2 separate regions of the Anas platyrhynchos genome follow, and region 1 is linked to region 2. The links are chromatin contacts, called in public Hi-C maps. All regions are on one chromosome and are shown on one strand. The core of a region is the stretch at or near the end of the contact, and the rest is flanking DNA. Distances in the headings are between cores, read along the strand shown.

The links. Hi-C and Micro-C count contacts between places; a contact is called where the count stands out from the background.
Region 1: a Hi-C map of skeletal muscle shows a contact between it and region 2, with 2.2 times the contacts expected there. The contact joins two enhancer-like sites. A contact is called at or near these places in 5 of 8 Hi-C or Micro-C datasets (liver, skeletal muscle, small yellow follicle and 1 more).

What each region holds. Positions count from the first base shown.
Region 1 is chr1:64,572,460-64,577,437 of IASCAAS_PekinDuck_T2T, forward strand. DCP1B (decapping mRNA 1B) reads right to left here. Exons shown (of 7, transcript XM_072039985.1): 7 at 4,277-4,978. Among named protein-coding and RNA genes, the nearest start is that of CACNA2D4, 17 kb to the left of the region's middle. Within about 2 kb of position 1,797, at least 3 of the 8 cell types and tissues checked have an H3K27ac peak or open chromatin away from gene starts, as enhancers often do. A contact at or near this core is called in small yellow follicle, where this site is marked.
Region 2 is chr1:64,505,596-64,510,680 of IASCAAS_PekinDuck_T2T, forward strand. It overlaps CACNA2D4 (calcium voltage-gated channel auxiliary subunit alpha2delta 4), which reads right to left. Exons shown (of 39, transcript XM_072039791.1): 24 at 4,165-4,258; 25 at 3,192-3,287; 26 at 1,612-1,739. Among named protein-coding and RNA genes, the nearest start is that of LRTM2, 38 kb to the left of the region's middle. Within about 2 kb of position 2,031, at least 3 of the 8 cell types and tissues checked have an H3K27ac peak or open chromatin away from gene starts, as enhancers often do. A contact at or near this core is called in small yellow follicle, where this site is marked.

The DNA of each region.
Region 1 (4,978 bases), core at 547-3,046, 67 kb after region 2:
CTCTGAAAAGAGGTGGCAATCACTACCTCTATTGCCAAACACTAAGCACTAAGCATGGGACCCCAGGCTTAGGCTATGATACTACACCCTGACTGATGCTCTAATTCAAACTCCAGGCCACAGCTGGCTGCATCAGCGGGAGAGGCCAGGGAGTGCAGGATTTGCCTGGTAAGAACCCAAGGGGAGATCCTCAGGCATAACAAACAATAAAAATTCTAGAGGAATGAGGCCCACAGACACTTTTACTAAGTGGTAGGTCTGGGGCTACTGCTCTAAGTGGAAAGAAGGAGACCGTCAGCGAGCCAGACGGCTAAGCAGCAGTAAAAATGAAGGAAAGCAGAGCTTTTGTTCCCAGCCCGAGTGGCCCTACACCGGGAGTGCTGCCAAGAGGCTGCACGCTCCATCCTGCCGGCCTGCTACATGCCGTGCTTACAGGCAAGTGCTGGAGAAAAACACACCGGGTAGGTTTTGAAGTGACATAATAATAGCATCCGTCTCTATTTCAGTAGGTTTTGTAAGTAGATTTCAGGTACCAGGTGAAGAAATACGGCGCTGATAGCCATACCCAAAGCTATTTGCAGTGACAGACGTGCACACCAGCAGAGTTCAAGCCAAAGCACAGGAGCTCTGCACTCAGCTGATGGGCCTAAAACACGGGGTGGCGATACCCAGGCAAGAAAAGAGTTAATTGTGTAGGACGTAGCCATGGGTTTAGCATCCAGCTGTGTACAGGGTAGCAGCTGCAGGACGTTGTCATCGTTTCCCCTAGTTCCCCCACGGCTTGAAAGCAGGCTGCTATCATACTGATAGTAAGGGAAGCTGCGATAGTTTCAATTGCTTGACTTTTGGTTAGCTACCACACAACATGAGGTGTTTTTTTTTCATATCTCTATTGAAAATATTGCTAGTGCACACATTGTCATGAGCTCAGAACTTGCTTTGATTTTTGTAGAATTTGTGCCCTAATATAAGAAGGATTTTAATCAATGAATAACCCAAATAGTTTCATTTATTTATTTTTATTATGTGTGACTGAGGTTGCTGCTCACAAAACACATGTAGTGACTTCCTATTGTGTATACAAGATGCTAATGCTAAATTCATTCTTTGGAACCACTTCATGGTGTTACTCAGCTTCAACAGCATGAATGTAGACAACTTACAACAAGAATTTTTTCCATGAGCTAAAATGTAAAGGTGATCATATACAGGACACACTTTTTCTCAAAAATCTGTTCTTTAAAATGACCTAAAATATATATTTTTTCTCCCTCCCTCCCTGTATCTTACCACTGCTCATTTCCTGTTCATTTCAGTAGTTTTCTCAGCCATACACACAAATCCAATCTGTTCCTTGCCTTTCTCATTCACCTCCATACCAGGAAGATTTGTATCTGAGCAGTCTTTTGAGGTTTGATGATAGTCTCCACTGAATTAAAAAAAAATAACAAGGGAAAATTCACCCAAAAAGCTGCTGTATTGTGAGGAGAAGTAGGGGCTGGCTCAGCTGTCAGTAGTTTCAGTACAAGACAGTGGCAGTGCTGTGGAAGGTGCTTGCAGAGGCTAACTTTAGCCCAGTCAATCTAATCTCCCTGGCTAAATTAGGTTTGTACTCAGGCTTGCCCTCAGGATCCTGTCCTTGCCCTGCCTCTGCACAGAGCCTAGAGAGCTTAGGCTCACAAACAATACCTGACCTTTGCAGAGGTATTTGCCAACGCATTCATGGACTTCCACGAGCAGCCAAGGTAGGGCACAACAATGAAGTCACATTTTGATCTTCGTGGCATCTTCTGAGTACTACATGAAGAGGCAAACGGCATCCAGATCAGTTTCACAGAAATTCAAGTCAGTTTAAGGCAACAGAGCAGCTCAACCTTCCCACCTCACTTTCCTCTCTGCAGATCCCTCTCATTTACCACATGCCTCACACCCACATCCTCAGACCAGTGCAGGTGCCTGTGCTGCTGCCCGCTAAATCCATCTAGGTTTAAACCAACCTCTGAGTGCAGGGAGTCTTAACCTCAACCAATTCTGCTGCAACACATTTTACCACATAGCTGCCTTAATCAAAACAAAGGAGGAGAAAAATGATGGGAGATGGAAGGAAAGACCGGTGTGGGAGCAGAAGTAAACAGCCAAGAGTGGGTGGCTGGGATGTGATGCCTCTTCAGCACCACAGCCAGCTTAAAGTGTTTATAAAACTACAGCCTTTGTTTCTTCAGGTTATTGCAGGACCACATTTTGCTCCTGTTTGCATATGCCAAGTCCCCTCCTGTACTCCCAGCTCCACTCCACGCAGATTCATGCCCAGAGGTCAGAACAAGCCTGTTGGAGATAGCCACAGCAGTTTGGAAAAGGCTGGCACTCACGAGTGTCTTAAAAGTCCTTAGTCAGGACTAGCAGTGAAGTTATTTGTATGTTGACTGACGATTAATTTTTTAGTGCATTATTCACTTCAATGACTAGAATTTTGCTTTTTCTCTAGGTTTCAGAAATCCCTCTGGGTAAAGCTGCTGCCTTCTCATAACATTTGCAACATTAGAGCCTCAAAAGCTTGCTGAAATATCTCTTTTGTCTTTTCTGCAGCAAGTTTCTCCAAGTTTGCTAAAATATTAAACTGTTGTTTTAATATCCTAGAGGGACAAAGATATCTAGAATACCCACTGCACTTGTGACTGAAATTCAAAGCTCAACACAACGTAAATAGGCCGTCAGAGGAGACGAAGCACCCTGCTTGTTCAGCTGCATCCTGCTCCTGGAAAATTTTTATTTTGCTGTGCAGTTTTAATTATCCCCTTTGCAACAACAACAAGGAAGAGAAGAGAGAGGAGCAATAGAGAGCTAATGAATAAAAATCAAATTAAAGATTTGATTTTTCTGTGAGAAGGGCCCGAGGAAAGGTTTGGATGCTTTCACTGAACATTACAAATTTCCGTGATAAACACCAACAGAATTAGTTAGAGATTATGTTCCAGCATTTCATTGACTTTCTACTCCTCATCTTCTCTCTCTAGTTCAATAGGTATGGAATTCTGTAAGGAAGTGGGCAGTAGTTAAGTGGAAATACACTGAAAACCTTGATGCTGAGACTGGGATTAATGCATGAAGGTGATAAAGGTCACACTGGTATGAAACCAGTTCCCAAATGCCTCTGAAGAAGCACGTTTGGCTATCTGAAATAGAAAGCTAGGCAACAAATTTGGCTTCGATTCATCTCTTTCAATACTCTTCCTCTTTTGTTTGTTATCACAGAATTGAGAATATTTCTTTATGAGCCTGTTCTACATTCTTACCTCTGTTGTTCGTGGTAAGTATGCAAGTCAACTAAAATGGCACCTCCTTCATGTAGCAACTACCCTCATAAACCTCACAAAAGGCAAGTTTACACCACCTGAACAATCCCAGATACCTCTTAGAGCAGTGAGAATGTGAGAAGAACAGTTCTATCGTTGTTATTCAGCGTAGCCATAACCAGAAGAGAGGGCAGCAAGTAGAAACCCTGAACTAACTTTATCCTTGTCTGCTTTAAGATATGCCTCAGCTTGTTCAGTGTGGTGCCGATACTGTTGTCATACACATCAAGAGTGAACAGGTATTTAAAAAAAGTAATCCTGTAAGTTTTTTAAAATGACACCTTACTCTGAAAAGCAATAAATAAGGATGTTCTTAAAATTCATGCATCAAAATAGCTTTTTTTTTTTGGTAAATAAAAGTGTTTCTCCCCTAAGTAGAAAACCAATCACAAACACAGTCAGAGATACTACGGGATTATTTTTACCCACCATTTACAAGAAGTTCTACATGTCAAATGAGGTCTTACCTATGCATCCCCATCATCTCTAAATTGTACTGTCAAATAATCCATAATCACAGACATTATGCACGTATTTATGTATCTCAAAAAATCCTTTGTGCAGATTCCAATTTCTTTCACATCAGTTCATTCAGAAGTTATTCGAATTAGTTCAGCAGAATCACATAAATCATAATGGCTACAGGGCTTCCTGTCTTTAAGGCCTGCCCTTGCCGATACCCATGCAACCTGGTCTTTTCACTGAATCTGAAACAATTGCGAGCAGTTTGGTAGCGAGCGGAACCAGAATACATCTTGCTTTCTATGAGCTACTTCATGTAGGAAAAGTCTAGCATTACTCATTTATGCATTACATGTCAGGCTCCCGGCACCCATAAAAGAAACATCTCAGCAACAGCTTGGGGTTCTTAAACTGTAGTAAACTCACACTTCAGAAATAGATGTTAATATGAACATAAAGAAATTCTTTCAGTCATTTATTCTAATTGATTTAAAATCTCATTAATGTCTCTTCTGCCAAGTGTAAAAACATTCCAGAGTCAAAGAAATACAAGTGATCCCAACAATTCTAAATATATAGTCCATGGTACAATAAAATAAAATCACCACATTGGAGGGATTATCCATTTTATTTTCTTTAAAAATGGGTCAAAGAAATCACTGTGCTCCAGGAACGCGCTAAAAAATTAATAGGACTTTTACACCATGTAGTCTCCCCCTTAACAAAGTTGCACATTGCTTATAATAATACAGATTGGATCTAGAATAGTAGAAACATGAATCCAGTGCCCTCCCCAAGTTATGCTGATAGCAAGTACATTCACAAACAAAACCCTCCCCCCAATTCTTTAAAACACCTGCAGAGTCCCATTTCTATGGCTAGCTAAAAATACTCTTGTTAAAATAGAAAAAGATTTTTCTACAAAAATTTGGGGAAAAGTCATGACATTTCTTCTAAATTGCTCTGCAGACAACTAAGTACGATGACCTAACAGTTTACCTACGACTTTCAGTTCCAGAATTTCACCAGCATTTTCACTTCCCTAAAAATAGTCCAACATTGCCACCATGTGGTCAGAAACGGGCATAGTTCATTGTGAAAGTGGCGTACGACTTCTCGGAGAAAAATCACGTCAAATACCTTGTCAGTAAGTGACCACGCTG
Region 2 (5,085 bases), core at 781-3,280:
TTTTCTCATGACCTGCAGCCATTCCCTGCTGCACTCCTCACCAGCATGGAGGTCTTTGGGCTCTTCCCTCTTATGTGACAAGAAGAGTATTGGCAATGGACCCCCCTGTCACACCATGGGCATATACTGGCTCGTGAGGAAAGCATGGAAGGGGTACTTTGGGATCTAATCAGCATGAATTTCTTAAGAAACTTGGTGGCCTGTTCTGACCAACAGTAGAGGTGAGGCACCTCTACTTCTCAGGATGTCACATGAAAGGCTCAGAGTCTGCTCTGACAGTGAAGCACAGTGGCTCAGAGGAACTGAATATTATTTTCAGGCACTTCACAGCCATCTTGTATGATTTCATGAATCAGTCTAATCCCAGCTGCTCATGCCTAACGAGACTAATAATCTCCTGCACATTTTAGAGAATAAGGTCTTCAGGAGCAGGCATTACTTCTTATAAAGTGCCTGTAGGGTTTCCAGGCAAATGGGGTCCTGGACTTGACTGAAGTTCCTGACCAATAGCAATGTCATACAGAAAACAGAGGCAGCTTTTATTCTGCCTTTATCCATGCAAAACTACCTGTGATGGCAAATAAAGCCACAATCCCAATATTTAGCCAGCAGTAGTAGGGCCTACTTAGGGTCTGGATAATAGCTGTCCTAGGGAGCCCCACAGGGTGTTCCTGCCTGTTTTTCTAAATCACACCGTATTCCAAAGAGCAAATGCTGTTGCGTGCAGGGGAGTAAAAGGTCTCTCCTGCCATGCTTTCTCCTCCTCCTCTTTCTTCACTTGCAATTTGAGGGAGATGTAAGGGTGCTGTGCAGAGAGAGAGGCCTGGGTGGAAGGTTTCAAGTCCTTTCTCTTCCCATCCCTCCCTCTTTACATCCTGGTTCATCTCCAGCCTCCCAGTCTGGTTTTCTCGTTGCTGCTTGCTTTCCCACCCACCAGCCTCCCACCACAGTGCCACAAAAAGCTTTAACAGCTCAAGTGCTGAGCTCCCTGACAGAGACTGAGTGCTAGGGGCCAGGGAGGGCACAGAGGGGATTTCGCCTTTTGTGTAGGAGTCTCACAACAGGATTTTGTTTTGATTTTTTTTTTTCCTTTCCAGGCTCTTCTGCTCTCTTCCAGCCTTTGAGGAAGTCCTGGCTGGCTCTGCAAGCTCACAGGAACCAACACCCTAAGCAAGAGATGCTGTAAAGCCAATCTTTGCTTTTTCTCTTGTGTTTGAGCTCCTTTGCTAAGGAGGAGGTGCCATATTCTCGTAGCGCGATGGGAAGAACATAGGGCACCAACGAGACACCCTCACCAGGAGAAAACTATGGACAAGCACTCCTCCCTTGTCCCTAAAAAACCTGTCCTGTCCTGCCATGGAAAGCGGTGATGAAAAAAAAAAAAGGCCACCCTCTAACGTCACTTCTTCCTGAGTCCCTGCTGACTCCTCATCAGTCCTAACTGTGACTCTGATGGTTCTGACTCTATGCCTCTACGCAGGGTATGCTGAATGCCTCAGTAATTCCTACTGTGCAAGAGTGGCAATAAAGGGTTTGGGCTAAGCGTGGCGTTGGAAGCTATACGTGAAAAACCTTTCTTCTTCTCTCCTCTTGTGTTCAGGCTGAGGTTACCTGCATCATCTTCCGAAACTATGCTGTAGATGAAGCTGCCGGGGGGATGCTCGGCTGCCCGGCGATACCACAGAGGGAAGTGGTCCATGGTGAAGATGCTCTCCTTGTCCTTCCGAGTCAGGAATTTCCTGCCAGCACAAACCAGAGAGCAGCTCTTCATACAGTGCATCCCCCGGGGCTGGCCACCCCCTGGAGCCACTTAGAGCCCCTCAGCACCTGCGGGACACCCGCGGGCCCCATGTAACCCACAAAGGCAGGAGCCAAGCTCCGCGCTGGGAACCGCTGTGTCCCCTCAGGCTCCCTGGGGGCCATTCGTGGCCCTCCAGCCGCCATTTTCTGCCGGCACCCCCGGGGCCATCGCGGCCGCCGCTCCGCCGCCGGCCGCCCGCCAGGTGCCGCTGTTGGCCCGGCCGAGGCCCTCGGCGCCGCCGCTCCGCCGCCGCCCGCACGGCGAGGGCGCGGGGCAGGGCTGGGGGTGAAGGAGACGCTAAGGGCTCCTGAGCCTGCCTGGCCGACGCGTCCCCGTGGTTTTCGGGCTTCCTTTTGCTGTATGTTTTCTGACAGAGCGCTAATTGCTCGTTTATGCAGTGCCTTCCCGTCAGGAGATTCCGAAAGTGCCTCTCCTGTGACAGATCCCTCATTGAGATGTAGTGACTGCGAGCATTGGGAAGCACTGAACAACTGTGTGGGGTAGGGAGTCATCATGTTAGCTTCCTTTAGCAGGTGGGTTTTAATTCCTCGTCACCAGATCCTGACTATGCTGAGTTATCATCAGAAACAGGAGGACTGTGGCTGTCAGGGTGTGTACGTCAGGCACAACGGAGCTCCCCGCCTTGAATATCCAATTCCTATTTGGAGAACTGGGAGACAGCGAAACACCTGGCACAAAGCTGAGGAACACCACCACCCTGTTTTGTTCCATCTGCTGGTGGTGCCTCTGCAGCCTGGCCTTTTTTACAGAAGCGTGGCCCAGCCTGCACATTCAAACCTCAACTAAAATGAAAACTGTGCCCTTTCCACATCAAAAAACTCCTCTGAATATGTACTTTTGCCTTGAGGGAGAGGACAAGGGAATGAATCGTATATGACAGATGTCAGTCACATCACTTAATGCATCACTGGAAGGCACTGGGATGCTATGATGGGAGCAGTGTAAGAGTCAGAACAGAATAAAACTGGGAGAGAGGAACTGAGACAGAAAGATCAAACCCAGCCAAGCTGGAACATCACCGGGCCGCTGGAGTGCAGAGCCTTTACACTGCAAAATGGTCCTGGGGGTATAGAGTAATTGTGGACATTTCCTCTCTAAGATGACAGAATTTGGGGCATAATCAAAGTTTTCCATTTTACAGTGAAATTAACGTACTTTGGGACAGTGTTTCAGGAAAAAAATCAAGAGGACCAGAGAAACATAAAAGGCCCTTACCCTGCCTGCATAAATCAGCACCCATCCCACCAGGGTCTTGCTCCTTTACTTTCTATTTCTGCGTCCCCAAATAAATTTCTAAGCCTGGTGTTAATTTCATGGTGCCCCTTCAGAGACGCTGAGAGAAATCCCTTAATGCAGAGTAGGGACTTACCTGTTGGAAAGTTTCTCAGAGCCCACATACAGAGCACTCCTCATGAGTCCAGCTCGAGTGCCCAGAAATGCCATCTCGACCCCTGCCTCAGTCTCCCTGTGGAAAAGAAATATACAAGCAGAAGCAAACAGTTCTCAGAAGAGCCATCTTTCTGCCTGAGTGATGACTTTAGGCTTAGACCTGTGCCTAGATTGACACCTTTGAAATTTTCTCATTGCATTCTTTTGAAAGGAGGATGTAAGCTGTTGTCTTCCTGCTAGCCCTGCTCTAGGCTGCCTGTACGTAGGTTGAAGCGAGGAAAAAGGACTGCAGAGAGAGAATATCTGTCTTAAACAAGCACAGGATGGGCAGGGTAACAGACTGGCTCTGTAGATTGATTTGGATGTGTCTTGCTGGAATTATCAAGGGCACAGATGGGAGAGCTACATGGTAGAGAGCCTGCTGCAGTGTTGTGGTATGGCACAACCTTAAAATAAGAGGTGTGTGTTGGTGTTGGCTGTGTAAGGGTGTGTGCACTGGTATTGGGGTATCCTAGCACAATTGCTCCTGGTTCAAGCTCCATCAGTAGCAGGGTTACTGGTAACTGAAACAGGGACAAGAGTCCCATAGCCACACATCTGTGTAAGTTGCATGTTGTCTGCTGAAAGCAGATCTTTGTTCACTGAATCACTGCTGGCCTCCAGTGGAATTCAAACATGAATGGCATTAATATTCTGTTACCAAGAAAAACCCTCACCAAACTTACGTGAGAAGGCCCAACCTGCGGGAGTCCACTCCTGAGAGATGCTTTTTGAGCTATTTGTAAAGCTATTGAGCTATTTCTAACAGCCCTTTAAGCTGTTTCTAAAGTTTCTTTTATACTTTGAAAGAATCTGTGACTCTTTCAGGCATAATGTAAGCCCATAGCATCTGGATATGCAGGTTCAATGAGGTTCAATGGTGTTTTACCCATATTTGCTTCTCATACACTTACAAGGACATATTGAGGGCTAGTGTTGTCCAGTAGGCTTCCATGGGTGCAGTGACCACGGCATCAAACAGCACTTCCTGGACCAGCTCCTCATCACCTAAGGAGGAAGGGGAACAAGAATCAGGAGAGGAAGACATGTGCCCCTCTAGATGCCTTAGATATGGAGCATCTGCCTGGCCCAGGGCACTGGAGCTACATGGCACAAAAAGAGACCTCCCCTTGCAGCGCAGAGAACATGACCTGACACCCTGATGGAGAAAAGCAAAAGAAGAGCTGTAACAAACAGCTAAGATCATAACAATGGTTCCCCTGCAAGCTCAGAGGAAGGATTTAGGTTTGAAAGTGTCAGCAAATGAGAGGCTTTCGATTGAAGTTACTCATCAGACTTTTTCTCTGGCCTTCTCCTTGATTGAACAGTCTATCCATAGCCATAGCCTCAGATCCCTGCCTTGACTTTTCTTCTGGGTGCCCCATAGTGAGGACACCAGCTACCCTGTTCCACTCAAGGAGCTTTCTTCAAAGCCCCTCATGACTTCTTGATGGCCTCTACTCTGTTTACCTTTCTCGAGATACCATCCCGTGCTAAATGGCATACTCAAAACTCCCACTTACTCAACCTGCTTCTTTTCTATACCACCCTGTTCAACAGCAGATCTTTCCTTCCTCAGGCCCTGTATGCCTAGGATGTGTCCTAATCCTATTTCTTTTTTTCCCCACTTAAAATCTGCAAGGTTCTCCTACTCAACTCTCCCAAAACTTCCTTTCTCCTTCCTGTCTTCTTCAACCACTACATCTCTTTTCAGTCTTTTCAAAGCTCAGCCAGGAGGGGTCTGTTCACATGGTATAATAGAGAAGCAATTATCGGATTACATTTGTTTTTAGTTTTAAGAGATCCAAATCCTTGTGTCAGAGGTTTCTGAAGCA